Regions from separate parts of the Ovis canadensis genome. Here region 1 is linked to region 2. Evidence: chromatin contacts called from public Hi-C data. All regions are on one chromosome and are shown on one strand. Each heading gives the region's core, a stretch centred on a gene start, on an enhancer-like site or on the middle of the called end of the contact. The rest is flanking DNA. Distances are from core to core; before and after follow the strand shown.

Region 1 (5,152 bases), core at 649-3,148, 220 kb after region 2:
TTAAAAGCCCCTTCTTCCTAATGTACAGACAAGGGCAGGAGAGTTTACCCGGGAATCCTAGGAGGCTGGGCAGCATCCCAGATGGAGATGGTGGGGCCTGGACCCGGATGGGGTGGAGAAAAGAGGTCCGAATCTCAGAATGGGGATGCGTTTTGGAATCAGAGCCAACAGGATTTGCTGATGGATTGGACGTGGGAGATGAGCAAAGGAGAGAGTTGTCACGCGCACCTCCAGGTCTCTGGCCTGAGCACCTGGGTGGATGGGGGAGCCTTTTCCCCGAGACTGGGATGACTGCAGTGGGGGTGGGGAGGAGCAGAGATGGGGTGGGGGGATATTAAGATTTTTTTCTCCAGAAGCCTGAAGTCCTCCAGGTGGAAGTCAAACGTTGCTGAACCGAGGTTGTGGGGGAGGCTTGGGATATATCCTGAAAACACAATTCCAGCCAAGAACGGCCACCTTCGCTTAATTCTCTGGCAGGTGGGACGGTGGCCCCATTTTTCAGAGGTGACACACTGAGACTCCGAAAGAATGTGCCCCAGTGCTAGGCACTATCGTAAGTGTTTAGACCGTGGAGCCTTCTGCTACAATGCAGCTTCCCACAGAAAGGCGTAGGCTGGCTAGGAGTCCCCCATGGTGCTGAGGAGGAAACTGAGGCAGAGGAGCCTGATTTTCCCCATGCCAGGGCTCAACTCTCTCCTTCACAAACTCATCCAGAGTCCAGATTGGGCTTGGAGGGGTGGGGGCACACCCGGAACTCCGGCCTTCAATCCTCTTTTTTGATAGTCTGAGGTCTGAGTTGGGGACCTCAGACTACTTACTTAGCAGGGGTGGTGGAGGGCCGCCTTAGGCAAAGGAGGCGGGAACTCCTGAGCCCTCCTCAGACACTTTTACCCCCTTGGCTAGTTAGGGACCTGGAGGGAGGGTCCAGGTCTCTAAGGGAGCCCCTGAAGGGGAAGATAGAGCCCTTCTTCTCTGAGGGCACATGGCTGTGGGCGGGGCTGCGACTCCAACAACTGGGCTGGAGGCAGCCCCGGAACTCTCATTTCAAGCTCCCCCCTCCACTGGGGCCTTGGAGTCCAGGAGCCCTTTTATCGTGGGCGCCCGAATCGGGTGAGGACCGAGAGAAGGAGGGTGAGGCAGCGGGGCCGGGAGGGGTCCCGAAACCAAGCAGTGGCCAAAAATAATAACACGGAGAAGGATCCCTGCGCAAAAAAAAAAGGAAGACAAACTATGCGTCGCTCGGGGCAGCCGGCGTTACCTGGAGTCGGCGGGCGGCGGCCGCCCCAGCGATTACTCACTGCGTGGCGCACCCCACCCGCGGGCCGCTGAGCGGATTTTTCCGTGGGGGGGGTGTTAGCGAGTCGGAGGAGGGCCTGCTTACCGCTCTCCTCCTGGGGGATCCCTCCTGCCCGCACACGGAACCGGCGCAGGCCCCTGTCTCCTTTCCCACGGGGCCCATTTCTCCCCTCTTGCCCACGCGAGAACTCCCTCCTGAGGCCCCCGGGCGCCCCCACAGAATCCCGGCTCGGACCCGCCCGAGGGGGACAGCTGAGCCTGGGCGAGGTCCGGGGACTCCAAGCCTTGCAGCTTTTGCTCCGTCTTCCCTCCAGCAAAGCCTGGGGCCGAGGCTGCGCGCGCGGAGCACCAGAAGAGGCGGGATGAAATGGGAGGGGGAGCGCTGGGCCAAAACCTGTGGGATCCGCGCGCCGAGGGCGTGGGGCGGGACGGAGGGCGACTCTTAGGCCCCCGGGGAGGAAAGGGGCTGGAGATGCGAGCAGGCGGGGCTCAGGGACCGCTCAGTGGGGGGGCGGGGCCAGAGCTGGGGTGGGGGCCGAGACGAGGATGGGGGGGAGGAGCGGACCAGAGCTAGGGGCTGCAGGCGACGCTGAAAGGGCACACGGCTGAGGGCTGGGTGCGAGGAAGTGGGCGGGGGTATGGAAACACGATTGGGGGCCGCCAGGTCCCAGACTGGGGGTAGGGAGCCTGGAGCTGGCAGGGTTGGAAAGGGAGGTCCCAGGTCTGTAAGGGTAGAGTTGGGGGGTTTGGGGCCGCGGGAAAAACGGCGCGTGCGGTGCGCGGCGGGGCGGAGGCCGGACGGGTGGGGCTCGCGGTGCCCTCCGGCGGGCGGGCGGGCGGCGGGGAGGCCGGTGCGGGGCCCGCCGCCCCCCCGGGGCCGGGCCGGGGGCGGGGCCGGGCGGGGCCAGCGGCGCATTAGCGCCTTGTCAATTCGGCTGCTCAGACTTGCTCTGGCCTCCGCGCCCGCGCCCAGCGACGTGCGGGCTGCTTGGCCCGCGCCCTCCTGCGCCCGGCCTGCGCCCCGCGCCCCTCGCCGCCGCCCGCCGCGCGCCCCCGGCAGCGCCGGCCCCATGCCCGCCGGCCGCCCGGGCCCCGCCGCCCAATCCGCGCGGCGGCCGCCGCAGCCGCCGCTGCCCCTACTGCTGCTCTGCGTCCTCGGGGCGCCGCGAGCGGGATCAGGAGCCGGTGAGTACACGGCGCCGTGCTCCCTCCTTCCCGCCCGGGCCGAAAGCGTGCGCCCCGGGGGCAACCGCGGGGGGAGGGGGCGCGGGCGCCACCTGGACGGCCCGGGAACAAAGGAAGGCGCCCCCGGAGCGGCCCTCGGGGCGCCCTCACCTGTGGGGCGCACGGCGCCGAAGGTCCCTGGCCCGAGGGTCCGGCTTCCGCTACCGAGGCCTTCTTACCTGGGCTGCCCTGTGGAGGACGCCCGACTCGGCCCCAGGGGGTCAGGGGGCCGCGGCCTGGGACCTTTGCACGGCGGGAGCGGGGGGCGCACGCGACAGGGTCTGCTGACTTGGAGTCGCAGAGACTGCGGGTCACCGCACCCGGGCGGGGGCGCACGCAGTAGGCGCGCTGGGTGCCGGCCCTGAGCAGGGCCCCCCCGGGTGGAGGGATGAGCCCCGTGAGGAAGGCGGGGCGGGAGGGGGCCGCTCTGGCCGCCTGGCGCGCGGCCCGGGGTCCCCGGGGACGCGCCTCTCCGCGGGCCGGCGCCGCCGCCCTCCCCTGGCGGGACCCCGCGCGCGGGGTTCTACGGAGTCCCCGCCACCGGCAGCGTTTAGAACAGTTCCCGGCCACGCTGCGCCGGGCTAGGAGACTCCAGCGAGAGAAATCTTTGTGAGAGAGTGAGTGAGAGGGAGCGGGAGCCAGCGAGTCGGGGCACCGTGGGCCCAGCCTGGGTGTGTGTGGGGGGCAGTCACCGGGAGCCCCCAAGCCCCGCAGGCCGACAGCCCCCCACCCTGTTGGGAGCTCCTGGCCTCCGGCACAATCCGGTCCCCCACCCGATGCACACCCTCGCCAGGACACCGTCTCCACATCCCGACCCGCTCTGGGACACACCCAGAGACACACAAAGACTCACTGGCTTGTGGCCCGTCACCCTCGCCCTCGGATGCGTGCACACTGCATCCCAGATGCACATTCTCACACCATCGGGGCGCGCACACACACATTCCATCCCTGACACACACACATTCATGGTCACACACTCTTTCCAAGGGGGAGGCGACACGGGGCACACACACAGGCACAGCCTGCCCTGGATGTTCACAGTCACCCCAAGGGCCCATCCAGGCTCACAAGTCGACCAGGAGAGACGTGCCGCTCCCCTGGTGGACCTACACTGCACAGAGCTGTTTGCAGGCTCCCTGAGGTGCTCCTCCAGAAGGCTCAGGGTCCCGTGCCCTTAGGGCACTTGCCAAAAGCCTAGCATGCCCAAGGCTCCTGGACAGGTGAGGGGCGGCCCCAAGGCCCTTCTCGGATTCGTGACAGCTCTGCCAGGCCGTGGGCAGCACTCGTGAATGCCACCTTTAATGGCAGGCTTTGTTTTCCAGCCAGCAGAGCAACAAGCGAAGGTGGTGGTGGGATTGTTGTGCGTGTGTCTTTTCCTTTAAGGGGGAAGAAATTAAATAAAAGATTTTCACACCTCGGCAATATGTTTCTACTTACGGTGTGTCTTAGCACCTGACCAGCAGGCGAGCAGGTCGTAAAGTGTCTGCAGGTACCAGCAGGACAGGAGATGGGGACCCCAGGATGGAGGCCACCCTCCTGCCTTGCTTGCAGAGAATCTCACACTTTTCGCTTTTAAAACACATGGTGTTCCTTTTTAATAATGGCAGTGGCTCCAGATTGGGAAGGGGGAGAGGAAAAAACTTTTAAAGGCCCCAGCTCTGCGGGAAAGGGTGGGGAGGCAGGGAGCATGGGACGGGGTGGGTGGGGGGGCTGTCCAAAAGCCTAGCCCAGGGATCTGCTTGGGGAGCCTTCTAGGAAGCCCCCAAACCAGGCCAAGCCCCCCCGCCCCACAACCTCAGTGGACTGTCCCCAGCTGCTTTGCTGGGGCTGGAATGTATGCATCCCAGTTCTGCTGAATGCCTTGGCGCTTTGTTCGTGGAGGACTGGAGAGAGTGCACCAGCCAGCCAGCACCCCAGAGCTGGGAGGGCCCCTGATCCCAACAGCCCCTCTGCACTTCAGTGTGTTGGGCCCTCTGGACATCATGAGCTCATCGCATTCATCTCCCCAGCAGGTAGAATGGATTTTCCTCCCATTTTACGGAGGAGGAAACTGAGAACAGGAGAAAGCAAGCCAATTGCCCAGGTGCTCCAGCTGAAATGGGCACCCACATCCTCAGGAGGAGAAGGCCTCCCATGACCTTTCCTGCTGGAGCTTGGGTTGGGGGACTGGCCTGTCCAAGCCCGCCTGGCCTTGCCCTCTTGCCCCGTCCCCCGCCCAGCCCCAGGAGGGCAGCTGCAGCTGCTGGCAGGCAGGCCACACCAGCCCAGGCCAGGCGGGTGGGGCAGAGGGGCATTGCCCCAGCCTCCAGCCAGGACCCCCCAGAGCGCCCCCTTCCTGGCCTGGCTGTGGTGGTGGGTGGGGGACGGGAGGGGCGGGAGGGGCGGGAGGGGCGGGACCCACCCCTGAGGGTTGAGGATGGGCCTGGGGTCTGGGCAGGCCTGGCCGTGCCTCCCACCCTGCTGGGGGGGCCCAGGCAGGAAGCGGTGGGTGGGCCGGGGCAGAGATGCTGGCACGCCCGAGTTCATGCCTAAGGAATTCCGAATTAGCGGGCGGCTGGCTGCTTGGGACCTCCGGGGCGGCCCCCTGGCCCCCCGCCCCCGGCCGCCCCCGCCTCCTCGGCTCTGGCCC
Region 2 (5,162 bases), core at 1,255-3,754:
GAGTTACTTAAAAGTGGAAAAGGACAAACCCCTTTGGTGTCATAACAAGTGAGCTCAGCTGTCATGTTTCCCTCTGGCGGAGTGTTTCAATGCTCTTACTCAGTATAGTTCAGTGTTCAGGTGCAGTAAAAGAAGCCAATTGCTGTAAAGCAATTATCCTTCAATTAAAAAACAAGTAAATTTATTTAAAAAAAGAAAAGAAATCAATTACTTCCACAGAAAGAGAAAGACACGCCCCACAATTAATCAAAAACAGAACCCAAGGGACAAAACTAGAACTCAGAGCTGACCCAAGTTTGCTGTTTTACAGTCTACAGTTTAAAAAGGATTTGCAATAAAACAATAACCTTCCACAAAACAGCCCTGAACTGCCACGGATCGTGGCACACTGCTCAGCCAAGAGATCTTTAGCCTCCGTCTGCTGGACACACTGGACACGAATTACAGACAGCACTATCTGGTCTATTCATTCAAACACGAGTCCAGATTTCAGCTATGTTTAAAAGTAACAAAAATACAGCTGTTGCTCCCATGTTACCGCTGTGGAAACAGCATCCACAGAGCATGAAACTACTCTGATAACAGGTGTTATCATGAGCTTACAGCAGCTCACTTATTTCCCAAGCACACTCTCCCTTCCCCCATGATATATCAACAAAACAGAAAAAACACAGATATGTGCACACCTGGTCTCCCTGATGCCCCACCCATTAAGCTTCTATTTTTAAGGAATCTGGGGTTAGAATGAGTCAAATGTTTTCTGCTTCTATTAGGGGCTAAAAGAAAGTCCAAGTGGGTGGTCTACCCACGGGAGTGACTCAATCAACTAGAATCCAAGCCCCCAGGAGACAGTTTCAGCTCACGCTGGCTGAGGCTGGATTGGCTCCCCCACTCTGGCAGTGGGTCCTCATGCGAAGGGACACCTGCGACAAGGTGAAGCCTATAGCTCCTCTGTGGCTGAGAATTCAGGAAAATAAATGAGGGAGGTGCCAGGCACAGGAATGGAATTTGAGACCCACAGGATGATGACTACAATCCTGGGGAGCCTAGCCCAAGACCACAGCCAGCGCCCTCTCCCATCCCGGGTCAGGGACCCAGATCCAGGAAGTGTATGCCGGATACTCTCATAACACAAACCCAAATTTAAAATAACCAAGCAGCCTTTGCTGAATGTTCACATCATCAAGAACAAAAGTTCCTGACGTGGCAGAGCCACATATATAAAACCCACTACCACTCACCCACTGGAGGAACAAACTCAAAACCAACTTTTCCAAGGCAGGGCTGCGGAGTTACGTAACAGGTCGGTTTCAGCAACAGGCAATGCAAGAAGAAAAAACAAAACGCAAACTGCCTCCTCAACAATCTTAAAAGTCTGCGAGCTTAGGGTCCTCTACTGAATGCAGAAATTCCGTTTCTGCTGGAGGAGCCTCAGCCCTCCTCTCGCCAGCGTCCGTGGGCCCAGTGAAATATAAACCTACTGCACGGTGGGCATGAATGAGGGCAGGGGTGCCCAGACTGCGACCACAGGTAAGGGGGTGGGGCAGCGGTCGGATGGGACTGACCGGGAAATCGGCGCAGATCAGGAGCTGGCTTGAGCGGGGCACTGACCCAGCTGAAGGAGAACTCGGGGACAAGTCACTCCTGCCCAGGCCAGAGACGGACCTAGGGCCGATCACTTCGGACAGGCCCGGAAGGGGACTTGGGACCGATCAGCTAACACTCAGTCTGGAACTAGAATCGGAGATCACTCGAGAGAGACCAGAGGACTTGAAGTAGGTTTACCCGGGTCGGGCTGGAGAGCAGAAACTGGAGGCAGGTTACTCCGGACCTGTACTGAGCGGGAGATACCCGGCCGGGTCACTCTGGACCAGGCGGGACTGCAGGAGCCGAGCAGATGAGCCCCGGCGCGGCCGGAGGGGAAACCCGACCAGGTCCCCCGCCGCCGAGGCCCGGCCCCGGCTTCCGGCGCCGCCATGTGCCGCTCACCTGCGCGTCGAGCTGTCCGGCCGCCGCGCCCGGGCCGGCTCCGACCGGGGCCCCCGCGCCGCCACCTCCGGGGCCGCCGGGGGGCGTCTGCGTCTGGCTGGGGAGGGTGAAGTCGGTAAACTCGAACTCGGAGCCCTGGGTGTCGGCGCCGAGCAGCTCGGCCTCCTCGGTGTCCAGGAAGGTGAGCGTCTGCGAGCTGGGCCCGTACGCCTCCACGCTCATTGTGCCGCCGCGTAGGGCCCTCAGGCCGGCTCCGCGCCGCACTCGAGCCCGCCGCCGCGCTGAGGCCTAGGCCGCAGGCCTCGGGTCGCCGCCGCCGCCGCCGCGTCCGCGCCCCTGGACCGGCTCAAAACGCCCGCCGCGGAGCGAGCCGGGTTGAGAGTCACGCGCGCCTAGCCGCTGAGCCCCTCAGCTCCGCCGCTTCCTTCGGGGCCGCCCGCCCTCGCAGCCCCCGGCAGGAACCGCCGCCACCGCCGTCGTCGCCGCCGTGCGCGTGCGTGAGGCCGGCGCCGGCGCAGGTGCGCGTGCGCGAGCCCGACGACGGCGCAGGCGCGCGCGCTCCGCGAGGACGCCTTCAACCGCGCCCGTACTGCCGGAGCCGAGCGGGCAGACGCGGCGCGCAGCGCGCACGCGCGGGGGCGGGGCTTCCAACCGCCGCCCGGACGACCACGCGAGTTCATGGGTCCGCCTCTGCCGCTGCCTGTGGCACTCGGGCAGCGGGACGTGCGGCCGTGGTCGTCTGTGCCCCTAGAAGCGGCGACAGTGCCATGGGGTAATTGAGCGCCAGCTGGATGCCTTACCGAGGTGGAACACCCAGCCGGGGAGGCTTGGCGAGGAAAGTGTGGTGCGTCCGCTTCACTCGGAGAAACTCCCTGGGCTAGTTTCGCCAAATCTTTGAGATGAGGGCGCATGGCACATAGTAGCTGCTCAGTGTGCACTGGTTGAATAAGTGAGTGGGGACAGTCCTTACCACAGAGCCTAGCACGCAGAAAAGGTGGTTGCTGCTGCTCTGGACAATGGTATTATCCAGAGGCATGAAATAACAGCGATTGGGAGCATCGCTCTGGGTTGAAACCCGAACCTGGCCACCTACTGTCTGTGTGACTTTAATTATACAAGCGACTTTACCTCTCTGAGCCTAGCGTTTCCTCAGCTGGGAAAAGGAAATAATAGCCATTAAGATGGGTTGAGGGGAACTTTCCTGGTGGTCCAGTGGTTAAGAATCTGCCTGCCAGTACAGCAGACACTGATCCCTGATCCGGGGTGAGCCCACATGCTGTGGGGCAACTAAGCCCCTTGGACCACAACTACTGAAGCCCAAACCCCCTACAGCCAGTGCTCTGAAACAAAAGAAGCCGCTGCACTGAGCACGTGTACCACAGCTAGAGAGTAGCCCTGCTAAATCGTGTGAGGAGCATCCAAGACCCAACACAGCCAAAAATAAATTAAAAGGTGGAATGAGGAATAAATGAGCTACTCTTACTCCCAGGTATTTACAAAGAAAAGTTCCATGTGGACAGGGGCTGACTGTTCCTCACATGGTCTTCTCCATGCGGAAAATAACTGCCCACACAGGAAAGGTGCACAGTAAAAGTTTAATTACTAGTTTATGAGCCTTAATCTCCTAACTCCTAGCCCCAGCTTCCTTTTCTGTAAAGTGTCTTGGAGAACCCCCCACTTCCCAAGATTCTGGGACTAAATACTTGAAGTCAGTTCACAGGGCCCCTGGTTTGCATGGCTGTTCCTAAAGTTCCAGATGTGAATGGGTCCTCATTTTCCAGTATTCCTGTCATGACATGATAAAAGATTCCTTTTTCCTTCTTCACATCTTTTTTGGCTTCCTGTGCATGAAAACGTGGGAATATAAAAAATGAATAATTAGGTCCCCCTCCCCTCTACAGGAAGACACAGTTTAAGGGAGAATCCTAGCAAGCTAACAGATGCTTTCAATAAAATGCAAAGCCCTCTATGGAAAGTATCCAGTCGAATTGGTAGAATCATTTAAGATCAATCTGGTAAAACTCAGCAGTTTCAGTGCATGCCCTGCCCTCCCCTTGACCTAGTAATTCCACTTCTAAGGATCTCCTCTTTTTTCCTACATAGCCTCACATTTGCAAAACGACATTGTGGGTGATACTCTAAAACATATCAATTTAACACAGAAGAAGTTAGTAATGGAAGAACTGAAAAGAGATATGACATACAGAAAGCAAATAGCAAAATGGCAGAAATACGTCCTTATCAATATTACACTAAATGTAAATGAATTAAATGCTCCAGTTAAAATGTAGAGGTTTTCAGAGGGTTTTTTTTTTTTTTTTTTTAAATCATGGTTCAGCTATGCTGTCCGCAAAAAAAAAATCACTTTTTTTTTCTCTTTGCCACTTGGCATGTGGGATCTTAGTTCCCTGACCAGGGATCAAACCCATGCTCACGCATTGGTAGTGCAGAATCTTAACCACTGGACTGCCAAGGAAGTCCCCAAAGACTCACTTTAGATGCAAAAACAAAAAGTAACTGGATGGAAAAGGATACTCCAGGCAAATAGTAACCGAAAGAGAGCTATATTAGCTATACTAGTATCAGATAAAACAGATGTTAAGACAAAAATTGTTACTTGAGACAAAAAAAAATTATATAATGATAATGATAAAATTTCAATCTATCGGGAAGAAATAATAATTATAAACATGAAAGCACCTAACAACAAAACCCAAAAATACATTAAGAAAAATGTGATAAATTGAAAGAAATAATTCAACAGTAACTATAGTTTACTATCAAGGAAAGGAGTCAAAAGCTTGTGAAGTCACTCAGTCGTGTCTGACTCTTTGCTACCCTGCGGAGTATAGCCCACCAGGCTCCTCTGTCCATGGGATTTTCCAGGCAAGACTACTGGAGTGGGTTGCCATTTCCTTCTCCAGGGGTTCTTCCTAACCCAGGAATCGAACCCAGGTCTCCCGCACTGCGGGCATATGCTTTAACCTCTGAGCCACCAGGGAAGCCCAGGAAGATGAAAATGTTAGAGCAGATTTATCATTTAAGATCTCCTCACCTCCCTAAGCTTTTGAAGATGTATATGGTTACCACAATGGACAGCAGAGTCAAAGGAGCAATCCAGAGAGAAAAAAAGCAGCAATCAGAAGAGTCTGACTTATAGAGCTTTATGGCAT

What was found. Hi-C and Micro-C count contacts between places; a contact is called where the count stands out from the background.
Region 1: a contact with region 2 is called in a Hi-C map of lung, with 4 times the contacts expected there. The contact joins the promoter of CRLF1 here to the promoter of UPF1 in region 2. A contact is called at or near these places in 2 of 2 Hi-C or Micro-C datasets (fibroblasts and lung).

What each region holds. Positions count from the first base shown.
Region 1 is chr5:19,188,217-19,193,368 of ARS-UI_OviCan_v2, forward strand. CRLF1 (cytokine receptor like factor 1) reads left to right here and starts at 1,899. Exons shown (of 10, transcript XM_069590319.1): 1 at 1,899-2,017; 2 at 2,240-2,481. The coding sequence starts at 1,935.
Region 2 is chr5:18,965,194-18,970,355 of ARS-UI_OviCan_v2, forward strand. It overlaps UPF1 (UPF1 RNA helicase and ATPase), which reads right to left and starts at 2,505. Exons shown (of 24, transcript XM_069590623.1): 1 at 1,990-2,505. The coding sequence starts at 2,211.